Linked DNA regions of Capra hircus: region 2 is linked to region 1. A link is a contact called in public Hi-C data. All regions are on one chromosome and are shown on one strand. The core of a region is the stretch at or near the end of the contact, and the rest is flanking DNA. Distances in the headings are between cores, read along the strand shown.

Region 1 (5,685 bases), core at 304-2,803:
CTGGCAACTCTGGGACACAGGCCCTGCTTTCCTCGCCAGAAAAGGCACCCGGATTGCAGTGCGGGGACGTCTGGCTAGGGGTGCAGCTGTCTGTGCTCACGGACCAAGCCAGGGACCCAGAGATGGACGCTTGCGTCAGCTCTCCGTCCAGCCCAGGGTCGAAGGAAACCTTCACCCATCGTGAGGCCTGGAAGAACCCTCCCCTGCTTGCCCCCCTCCCCTCGCCCCGCTGAGTCTTCCACCACCCCCTCAGCAGTCTCTGCCCTCCACGACCTCTGCATCCTCCCACCCGCCGACCCCTGCAGACCCTCCGGGCCCTCGCTGCGTGCCCTCAGACTCGGAGAAACCCGGGTTCAGCCACCGAACGTCCTTGTGTCTGCTGCTTTCTTTTTGCGCACCTCAAGTCCCCGGGCCCCTGGCTCCTGCACCTCGGCCCCATTCCACTTAACCTCGGGCGTTGTGTGTGTGTGTGTGTGTGTGTGTGTGTGTGTGTGTGTGTGTGTGTGGCAGCGGGGACAAGAGCGCTCTGCACCCACTTTCCTCCCAGCCTCCAACGGTCTTGCTGCCGGCTCACTCCTCATCAGACCAGACCAGCGCCCTCTGCTGTCCCAGCCCCCAGGTCTCAAATTCGCACGTGGGTCTCCTGTGGAAGGGGCCACGGGTACCCCTTCGCCCTTCGCCCGCTGTCCGACCCGACACAGCGCCCTGAGTTCCCAGGTGGACCCCTCCTGCCTTCTCCCAATCTGAGCAGCCCGCTCTGTCCTAACGCTGCCCGGACCCGGTCGGGCCCCACCAGCTCTGGACCCCGTCAGTGCGCCCCCTATCGCCTTCACCCCGAGATTTGGATGCGTGCGCCACGCAACTCTCCAGACAGGGAGGGTCCCGATCTGGAGAGTCTCGCCCTCTCGCCCCGAACCCTGGGCTCACGGCGCCGCGCTGCGCATTTCTCTCGCCAGAGCCGGGGTCTTTGCATCGGGGTCCATCCAGCCCAGGACTCTGGTCTCCATCCTGCAACGCGCGCCCCCAGTCGTCCGCCCCTCCGTGCCTTCCACTTTATTTCGGAGAAGTGCTCCCGGCGGTGCCCTGACCGGAGCCGGGCCGTGCCCTTTCGCCCCGTGCCCTTGCGCTCGGCTAAGTCAGAGCCCCCGCTCCCGGGCCGCCCAGACGCGCCCCTCACCCGGATCAGCGAATCCAGCGCCGGGCCGTCCAGACACGTGAAGTTCCGCAGCAGCGCCCACTTGTCGCGCTGGAATCTCTTGCTGGAATCGTGCGCCGCGGGGCTCTCCAGCAACCAAAACACGCAGGTGCCCAGGACCAGGTAAGTCAGGTAGGTGAGCAGCAGGAGCAATGTGCTCGGCACCGGCACCGCGCAGCCCGGGACCCCGCGCTCGCTCGCATCCCGGGCTCTCCCTCCGCACTTAGCGGGAGAGGCGGAGTGGCGGGAGTCGGGAGCCATGGACTCGGACCGAGGCGCAGAGGAAGGGCTAGGGAGGAGCTCGGCTGGTCCCTTCTCTGGCCAACGCGCGCCTCTGCCCCGTTTTCTCAGCAGAGGAGGTGTGTGCTGGGGAATGGGACAGCCCTGCCCCACCCCGCACTGGGATCCAATCCCGGGACAAAAAGAGGGCAAGCTGTGGGCATCTGGCCCCGCCTCGAATGCGTGTGGCGTGCCCATCCCCCAGGCACGCCTAGCTCAGGGAGAAGGGGAGGGCTGCTGGTGACCGCAGGCGCTGGGAGAGACCTGCCCAGGGCCTCCCCGTGTCCTGTCTGTAGCAAACGGTGGGAGGAACTCTTGCAGACCGCACTCAGGGGGAGGAGAAAGCGGCAGGCAAGTTTATTTCCTGAGGCCCTGGGATCATCACCAAGGATCCGTTGCCTGTCAAGCCCTCTCTGGATCTCTCCCATCACCATCCTTGCCTTATATACCCAAGGATTTGAGATCCCAGCAATCTATCGCCAATGCTCGTGAACTTGGGAGGCAAGAGGAGTCTCTGCCAGTGGGCTTGTCCATTCCCTGCTTCTGAAGATGTCCCCTTCCCCATTCCCTCCTCCACCCAGGATGGAGGAAGGATTCAATATAAAGAGTCCTGGGAGTTCCCAGTTTCTCAGGCTTCTCCTCCATGCCAGCAAGTCCTGGATGTAGCCTGGGTCTCTTGCTGCTGTAGATCCTTCCCTGGGTGTCCCACCCAGAGCCTCCTCGGCTTCTCGGTCTAACCTCAGTCCTGTCCAGAGGTCCCCAGTCTGTCTTTCTGAGAGAGGTTTGCAGTCCTTGGTGAGTTCGGGCCTTTTGTAATGTGCGTGTGTGCTAAGTCACTTCAGTCGTGTCCGACTCTTTGTGGCCCTATGGACTATATGTAGCCCGCCAGGCTCCACTGTCCCTGGAATTCTCCAGGCAAGACTACTGGAGTGGGTTGCCATGCCCTCCTCCAGGGGATCTTCCTGACCCAGGGACTGAATCCATGTCTTTTAACATCTACCTGCAGTGGCAGGTGGGTTCTTCACCACTAGTCCCGGCTTGGGACGGACTGGTATAAATCTCTTCTCCTTCTGGCCAGAGGTGTCACAGTCGGGCAGGAGAGAGGCCAGGCTGCATGAGGTATTCCCAGAGGAGGCTGGGCCTCCTCACAGCTCATTTCCTGGAAATCTCCTGGGATCAGCTGGGCTGGTGTTTTCCCAGGGAGGGTTTGGAAGGGCTTGTAAGAGCCCAGAAGGGGTAATGAGATCAAAGGGTGCCATGAGGCAGTCAAGGGAGGCCATACTCAGGAAAGTGGGTGGGACGCCCAGGAGTGCTGAAGCCTTGTTCACGGACAGCTCTAGACCTCTAGGCAAGGAGAACTGGCAGACCTAGAGGCAGCCTGCCCACCCCTCTAGCTGGAGCTTCCTGAAGGCAGGCATCCTCTTTGCATGATGGTGGTTCCAGAGTCCCTGCCTGGGCCAGTGGGTCCCATGGGTGTGCGTCATATCCTGGTCTGCCCGTGCCATGAGGTTTTGGTTGCCTCTCTGCTTGTCTAGTCCTTCCACCTGGGGGGCAGGAGCGTCACTGCTGCTGCCCTGGAGCCTGGCCCGGCGCCTGACACACACTGGGGGCCTGATGATGCCCCACACACGTATCAAATGAGGCACAGATACAGCCTCAGATACAGCCTTTGTTTGCTGTCCTGTATGAGATCTTCTGGGGTGGGGGGTGGGGGCAGTTCAGGAAGTGCGATGGAGATTTGGTCATAATGATCCATGTCTGGATTCAACTTTTTTGGGTCATTTTAATTTTTTTAATTTTTTGGCCATGCTGCACGGCATGTGGGATCTTAGTTCCCCAACCAGGGATCAAACCCACACCCATTGGAAGAGTGGAGCCTTAACCGCTGGGCCACCAGGGACGTCCCCGCAGGTCACTTTTGAGGGAGGGGCTTGGGAATCAGCACACATCTGTCTCCCGTTCTGTCTCCTTTCTGTCACTTTCTTGGGCCCTCCTGTCTCCTTTCTCTCTCTGGAGAGCTCCTGAGACCAGTTCTGGCTGGGAAGTGAGTGGGCTGGCTGAGGAGGTGGTGCAGCAGGAAATCCAGGGGGCCTCTGGGGTGGACAAAGGATGCTGTGAGGGGCTTCTGCGGCCACGGTTTGGGGGAGGGGCTCATGCAGAGATGGGAATCTTCTGAGGTCTAGGGAGCCCACTGGTCTCAGGGGCTCCCCCTTCCTTGAGACCAAGGCCTCTGCCGAGCAGCCAGAGCTGGGAGCACCGGTGCAGAAGCAGGGGGCCCAGTGGGAGGACCAGCGCCAGCCACGCCAGGCCCAGGAGGATCCAGATGGCTGCCAAACTCCGGTACACCGAGAGGTAATGCTTGCTGGGGTCTGTGCCTGGCAGGGAAGGGGGACACTATCAGTGTCAGTGGTCTGAGGGACAGCCACCCTCCAGGTTCCAAAAGGGTTCCCACCAGCCTCCCCCTAATAAGGATCAGCAGGCGAGGCCCCTGGGGCGGGGAAAGGGCTATGGGTTCCCGGACCAGTGACTTCTGAGGATGTGAGAATTTGCAGCCGCCTCACAAAGTGTTTGTCTCCCTTGAATAACCAGGGGCTCTCTGGTCCTCAAGAATTACCCCCTTCCCCCTGCTGACATCCCCCCCTCCCCTGAATCCCAGTGGCCCCCACCCTGTGATCTGTGGCTGCCCCTTTCTCACCGACGACATAGTCCCCAAAGCCAATGGTGCTGAGGGTGATGAAGGCGAAGTAGAAGCCCTCGCTGAAGCTCCAGCCCTCCACGTGGCTGAAGACCATGGGTGGCAAGATGAGAATGAGCAGCGTCCCCAGTGCCAAGAAGAGGGCCAGGCCCAGGGTCTGCAGCAGCTGGAAGCGGAGGAGTCTCTGAGTCCGCTCGGAAGGCCCATGGTTATAAGCAGGGGAGGGGGTCTGGGGAGAGCTAGGAAATGGGCTGGGCCATAGTCAGGTCCTTAGCCTGCACCCCTGTGGGGCGGGGGTTGTATTTCTCGGTGTGTAACATCTTGTCCAGGCCAGGGAAAGAGCTGGTCAGCAGGATTGTGTCGGTGGGTCAAGTTGGAGATGCCTTTCGGCTTGGTATCCATGTGTGCAGGACCCCGAGGACTTAGATATGGGATGGAAGATGGTCCCTGAGCCGTCCCCAATCCTTCTACACCTCTGCCTCTTTGCATAGCTTTGCAAGGGCCCAGATGACAGGGTGGGCACTGGGGGTGTTCAGGGTGGCACGGAGTTCTCTGATGATCATGGAGGTGTGTGCCCAGATAGATCCCCCTTTGAAGAAGGCCTAGCCGAGCCACCAGCAGGTGGCCTCCAGCCATCTCTCTCAGGGTGTATTTCAGCCTGGCCCAAGGGCACACCTTGCCATGCCCGATTGAGGCCGGGGCAGAGTCCTGGCCACGTCAGCGCGCACTGTGGGGCAGCTTGCGCCACCGGCACCTGCCCAGCTCCTTGAGGGGTGGGCTGAGGCTTTGTCCAGCCTGCGCCACAATTTCGCTCCTCCGTCCACCTGGTCCTTTTCATCCATGGTTGTCGACCCCTAACACCCTGCTAGCCAGATTCTGTCTGGGCAACGTGAGCGCAAAAGAGTCTGTCCCAGAGGGGATGTGGGGAGGGAGGACCTTACCTGGGAGCGTCTGGGCTGGTCCTCCCACCTCTCCAGCATGGTCAGGTGGGCACGCAGCCCTGTGCCCAGGTGGTTGAGGAAGCCCACGTTGAGCGGGATGCCCACCAGGGCGTAGAAGACACAGAAGACCTGGCCTGCCTCTGTGCTGGGCGCCAGGTTCCCATATCCTGCAGGCGGGGGAGAGGGTGCAAATATGAGGAAGGGAGAGTTCGGAACAGCCTCCCTGACAGACTCTAGCAGAGGCTGATTTCCCACCACCACAGGGAGGAGAGGTGCAAAGGGGAGGATGGGGCGGGGCTGAGAGAAAGCGCCTCTGTTCTCATGAACACTCTTCTCAACCTCTTCTAGAATGATCTCGATTGGTAAGTATCCTTTGAAGGCTCATCTCCAAAAACACCACCTCTAGGAAGCCCTCCTGACTGCCAGCCTCTTCCTGTTTACCAGGTGTGATTCCCCACAGTGCTTTGTGTCATTCCTATTTAGCTATCTAGTTTTTCCTGTGCTCCTATTTTTAGCGTGCTTATCTTATCCTTCGTTATTGGATCAGAAGCTCCTTGAGAGCCAAGCTTGGGTCT
Region 2 (5,344 bases), core at 2,126-4,625, 140 kb before region 1:
AGAAAGCCTAAATAGCCGTGAGAGAGTCTATTGCTAGAAATATGAACGTTCGTGATGAGATGTCAGACAGAGTGAAGAACATGGCACTAGAAACTGGAGAAAGGCGGTTATTGTTCTGTGTACCTCGGGGCTGGAAAGGGTAAGCACCAAGGTTCCTGGGCATCGATTGTCCAGCAAACGTGAGGGTACTGAGGTCCCATGATGGTGTTTCACTCTGGGGTCCAGGTGAGGCTCCCAGGAGAGGGCTGGAGGGACACTCTGTGGCTCCTGGGGGGCTCTGCAGATGAGATGAGTTTCTTAAAGGCAAAAGGATGGAGCGTCCTGGGGGCCTGCCCCTGGGGACCCCTGGTTGAGAACCTCCTTCAGGTTTTCCTTTTCATGATTGTCTCTTGAACCTTTTGTACCTGCACAGGGGTTTATGCAAAGGGTGTTGCACAAGCCCTCACAACTGAGGCTGGCAGGACAGAAATTGTTATTCTCCTTTTATAAACGAGGATGTGGAGGCTCGTAGAGGTTATCTGACTTCCCCAGAACACACAGTATGTCGGAGGCAGCTTAAATACCCCTATCTCATCTCCCAGCTCCGACTGGGTACACCACACCATGTGGCTTTGGTTTCTAGTGTTTTCTGTTCTGGGAGGCTGGGCCTGAAGGAGGAAGGAAAGCCAGAGGTACAGATACCCTAAGTTCCCCAGGCTTGACACCAGCCGGAGAGAATTTGGTTTTCCGCAGATCTTCATCCCCTGGTACTTAGAACGTCTCCAGGGACGAACTTCTCAGCTGTGCTGTGGGTGTGACCACAAGGGGGCAGTGGCGCCCGTGTGATGCTCAGCTGGCAGGTTGGCACTTGAGGGCTGCAGAGGTGAGGAGGGGCTCTGCTTCCTCCTGCCCTACTCACCCCAACTTCTCAGAGCTGCCAGGACCCTTCCTAGATTTCCTCCTCCACTGAGAGGCTCATCAAATTTCAGGGTATGTAATTTTGACTCAAATAGGCCTTTCCAGGGTTTCCTGGGGCTTCCCCAGCGGCTCAGAAGTAAAGAATCCACCTGCAATGCAGCAGCCACAGGAGACATAGGTCCAATCCCTAGGTCAGGAAGATCCCCTGGAGGAGGGCATGGCAGCCCACTCCAGTATTCTTACCTGGGATACCCCATGAACAGAGGAGCCTGGGGGGCTACAGTCCATAGCCGCAAAGAGTCAGACATGACTGAAGCTACTGAGCATGCACGCATGCAGGGTTTTCTGAGCAGGAACTGGGCTTGATGCTGGAGAAGCCGCATCTCCCACAAGCGCCCACATTCAGTCCCAACTCAACATCACTAGAGGCCCTCACTGTGGCCTCCCTGGGGACCGAGTTATGATGAAACCCACACTGGCTTCCCCATTACTAAACTAATCCATTCTCCTCATTTCACAGATGAAAAAAACCAAGACCTGAGGCAGACACTTGCCTGATCACACACCTTGAAAGGAGCAGAGTCGATGCGGGAACCCAGGTCTCCTGGCTGCCGGGCCCACCCCACACAGCCCCACATGGGCCTGGGCTGTGAGTGTGTGGAGATAGGGAACAGAGGAAACTCTTATCTCAGAGTTTAGGATACAAGAGGGGCTTTCCTTGTGGCTTCCCCGGTTCGATCCCTGATCCAGAAAGAGCCCAGATGCTGGTGCGTCACAACTACTGAGTCTGTGTTCTATAGCCCGGAAGCCAAACTACTGAGCCCACGTGCTTCAGCTTCTGAAGCCCAAGTGCCCTAGAACCCATGCTCTGCAACAAGAGAAGCCACTGCAATGAGAAGCCTGGGCACTGCGACTAGAGAGCCACATGAGAAAAGCCCATGCAGCGACAAAGACCCAGCCCAGCCAAATAAATTAGATAAATAAAATTGAAAAAAAAAAAAACAGCAAAATCCTGTACAGCAATTATCCTTCAATAAAAAATAATTTTAAAAAAAGAAAGAAGCACAATACAAGAGGCCAAATTCTATGAAACCACACCAGCTGAGAATCTGTCACTCAGTCAACAAATATTAATTGAGCACCTACTATGTGCTGGGCAGCTAGATCCATGGGGTGCAATGGTCAGCAAAAAGAAGACCCCAGCTTTGAAGAAGATTAAATTCTAGTGGGAGTTCTGTTTGTCCAGTGACAGAGCAAAAATGGTAAGACAGATGATTAAAAACCCATCGCCACCTCATCTGATTTCATAGTTGCCGTGTCCACACACCACTTTTGGCACGGTTTGTCCTTCGTTTCCTTTGTCCTCCTTGTCTTTCCCTTTCAAGTCTTTCCTGGTTCCTGGATCCGTCCTCGTCCTCCAAAGAAGCATCATGACAGGAAGAAAGGGCCTGCCTTTCTGCATCCACACAGGCCCAAGGGATGAGCAGAGAGGCCTGGTCACGAGGCTGGCCAGGCAGGAGGGGAGGAAGCTGGAGGATTGACTGTGCCAAGCCTGGACAGGCTGTCCCTCAGCCCATCACTGGTGCCTGTGAGCTGGGTTTGCTGACCCCCCCATTAGGACTGCGGGCTTTCCGGGTGGTTCAGGGGTAAAGAATTGGCCTGCCAATCAGAAGATGTGGGTTTAGTCCCTGGATCAGGAAGATCCCCTGGACAGAGAATCCCATGGACAGAGGAGCCTGGCTGGCTACAGCCCACAGGGTCACAGAGTGGGACACGGCTGAGGGACTAAATAACAGTGGTAGGACTGCTCTGTCAGGGCTGCCTTGGGTGGCCGATCTCAGACTCCACGCCTCTCAGCCCACAGCAGACAGAGGGGCAGAGTGAAGGAATGGGGGGTGGGGTGGGGAGCAGGGGTCAGCGGCGGGGGTCAGGCCGCCCTGTGGGGAGTCCCGCACGTACTAGTCCATCTGCATTGTCTCTGTTCATGAGGACCCCTGGGCTGGGGTTTCTCTAACCTCCAGCCCAGAAACAGGGAATTCCCAGGGAATGTCTACAGAAGCCTCTGAAGACTTAGGGAAAGGAGGCTCATCACACACTCATGGTGTACACACTGGGAGGACGTGCGGTTCCTCACTCCCTGGCAGGTCAGCTTCTCAGGGAGCCCCAGGCTGAGGGAGACACAGCCCGGCCTCAGGGAGCCCCAGTCTGAGGGGAGACACAGCCCCGCCTCAGGGAGCCTCAGTCTGAGGGGAGACACAGGAGCCCCAGTCTGAGAGGAGACACAGCCCTGCCTCAGGGAGCCCCAGTCTGAGAGGAGACACAGCCCCGCCTCAGGGAGCCCCAGTCTGAGGGGAGACACAGGAGCCCCAGTCTGAGAGGAGACACAGCCCTGCCTCAGGGAGCCCCAGTCTGAGAGGAGACACAGCCCCGCCTCAGGGAGCCCCAGTCTGAGGGAGGCACAGCCCTGCCTCAGGGAGCCTCAGTCTGCGGGGAGACACAACCCCGCCTCAGGGAGCCTCAGTCTGAGAGGAGACACAACCCCGCCTCAGGGAGCCTCAGTCTGAGAGGAGACACAGCCCCGCCTCAGGGAGCCCCAGTCTGAGGGGAGACACGGCCCTGCCTCAGGGAGCCCCAGTCTGAGGGGAGACACGGCCCCGCCTCAGGGAGCCCCAGTCTGAGGGGAGACATGGCCCTGCCTCAGGGAGCCCCAGTCTGAGAGGAGACACGGCCCTGCCTCAGGGAGCCCCAGTCTGAGGGGAGACACGGCCCTGCCTCAGGGAGCCCCAGTCTAAGGGGAGATACAGCCCTGCTGAGGGAAGAGAGAGAATCTGAGAGGAGACGCAGTTTCTAGTTTCCATCAGTCTCTGCTGGGTCATCCCCCTGTCTCCCTGCCACTGTCTTGCTGCCTCTATTCCTTTCTCTCCCACTCTGCATTTTTTTTTTTCTCTAGTGTGCGTCCGCACAGACAGAAACACATGCATACACTCACATGCATTTAGGAGAAGTCTTAAAACAGTCAAGACCAAATCTCAATAAATACAAGTACAGGGTCCCAATGCCAAGGACTGTAGAAACACACTCAGTGATGAGTCGGGGAAGATCTTGGGGCCGTGCTGTTGGGGCTGAGGCTCCAGACCTCACAGGAACTCAGGGGCCTTGGATTCCACTGTGCACTCTGAGGCTGTTTGTGTGGCAGTCACACTGGGGAGGCATCCTCCATAGTGACCAGGACAAGAGTGACCCCTACACCCTTGATGCTGTTCATTTCTAGCCTCACAAGCCCAGATACATGGTCTGGCTGCTGAGGAAGCAGGATGTGGGGGGCCTAGGAGCCCATACAGGGACAAGAGACAGTGGAGGCTCCAGGTAGAAAGGGAGAAGGGGGGCTGACTGCAAGCTGTCCAAGCTCCCCACGGGAGACAGGCCAAGAAGCCCCCAATACACACCCGCCTTGGCTCCCAGAGCCCACCTCTTCCAGGGATGTGTCCCATGGCCCTTATTTGGGCCTCCATGTGAAGGAGGGCCAAGGGGTGGGCAGGAAGAGACCCTGTATAGGGTACAATTCCAGTCGTTTTTGTAAAACACCCTCCTTCACGTTCATGACCTTAGTTGTCTTCTGTCCCGACAAACAAACCACCTCCAATTCATTTGTAAACCTGGAAACTAGAGGCTCTGCCGGGGGATTAATATTGTCCAAATGAGAGATGGAGGAGAGCAAGTCCCCAGGGACCTAGCGGTGCAGAGAAGCTGTGAAGGTGACTTTTCTAGGACTCTTTGAACTCAGGACTAGTGGTTTTCATTGCAATTTGGTCAGCCCCAGAGGCAGAGGGATGAAGAATTTGACATCTATAACCCTAGCCACTCAAAGTGGCAAGATCGCCGGCCTCCCAGCGACAGGGCACGTCTCCAGAGACAAGGAGCTCATTCTCTCTTTGCCCTTGCCTCTGCTAGTTGCCTCCGGTAGGAGGGGATCTGGGCTGTGAGGGTGCTGGGTCCCCCGCCCTCCACCTGGTCACGGCAGGCCCCGGCGGAGAAGGAGATGGGTCATCAAAAGCTGAGTTTCACTTTACACTCTGAAGCCCCAGAGCCTTCCTGGCTGGGTCTAGGAGCTCCTCCTGGGAGCACGGATTTCACGGATGAAGGTTTGCTCTGAAATGGCCCCATTGTGCTCCGGGTGGCGCCGGGGAGGTGGGGGTGGTGCGGGGAAGAGGAGGCGGCGTTCGGAGCCTGTGTGATGAGGGTACATCTGGCCTCCCACTGCCGGGTCCGTCAACAGGCCTGGCATGGCGCCTTCCTCCTTGGCACTTTCCAGGCCGGATTATGGTTCAGTCAGACCTCCTGTGCAGGTCTAGCCGGTCCTGAGCCCTGCAGAGGGCAGGAGGAGGAGTGCAAGCCCTGGGGCCACTGTCTGGTGGACAAACAAGATGTTTATTCAGTGGAGGAGAAA

The links. A called contact is a pair of places that touch in the nucleus more often than the background predicts.
Region 2: a Hi-C map of blood shows a contact between it and region 1, with 6 times the contacts expected there. The contact joins the enhancer-like site here to the promoter of KCNK17 in region 1. A contact is called at or near these places in 2 of 5 Hi-C or Micro-C datasets (blood and liver).

The regions. Positions count from the first base shown.
Region 1 is chr23:35,641,232-35,646,916 of ARS1.2, reverse strand. KCNK17 (potassium channel subfamily K member 17) reads right to left here and starts at 1,553. Exons shown (of 5, transcript XM_018039322.1): 1 at 1,178-1,553. The coding sequence starts at 1,456. It overlaps KCNK16 (potassium channel subfamily K member 16), which reads right to left. Exons shown (of 5, transcript XM_018039311.1): 3 at 5,111-5,277; 4 at 4,170-4,335; 5 at 3,356-3,849. The coding sequence ends at 3,626.
Region 2 is chr23:35,787,067-35,792,410 of ARS1.2, reverse strand. No RefSeq gene overlaps it. Among named protein-coding and RNA genes, the nearest start is that of SAYSD1, 53 kb to the left of the region's middle. Within about 2 kb of position 3,375, at least 1 of the 5 cell types and tissues checked has an H3K27ac peak or open chromatin away from gene starts, as enhancers often do.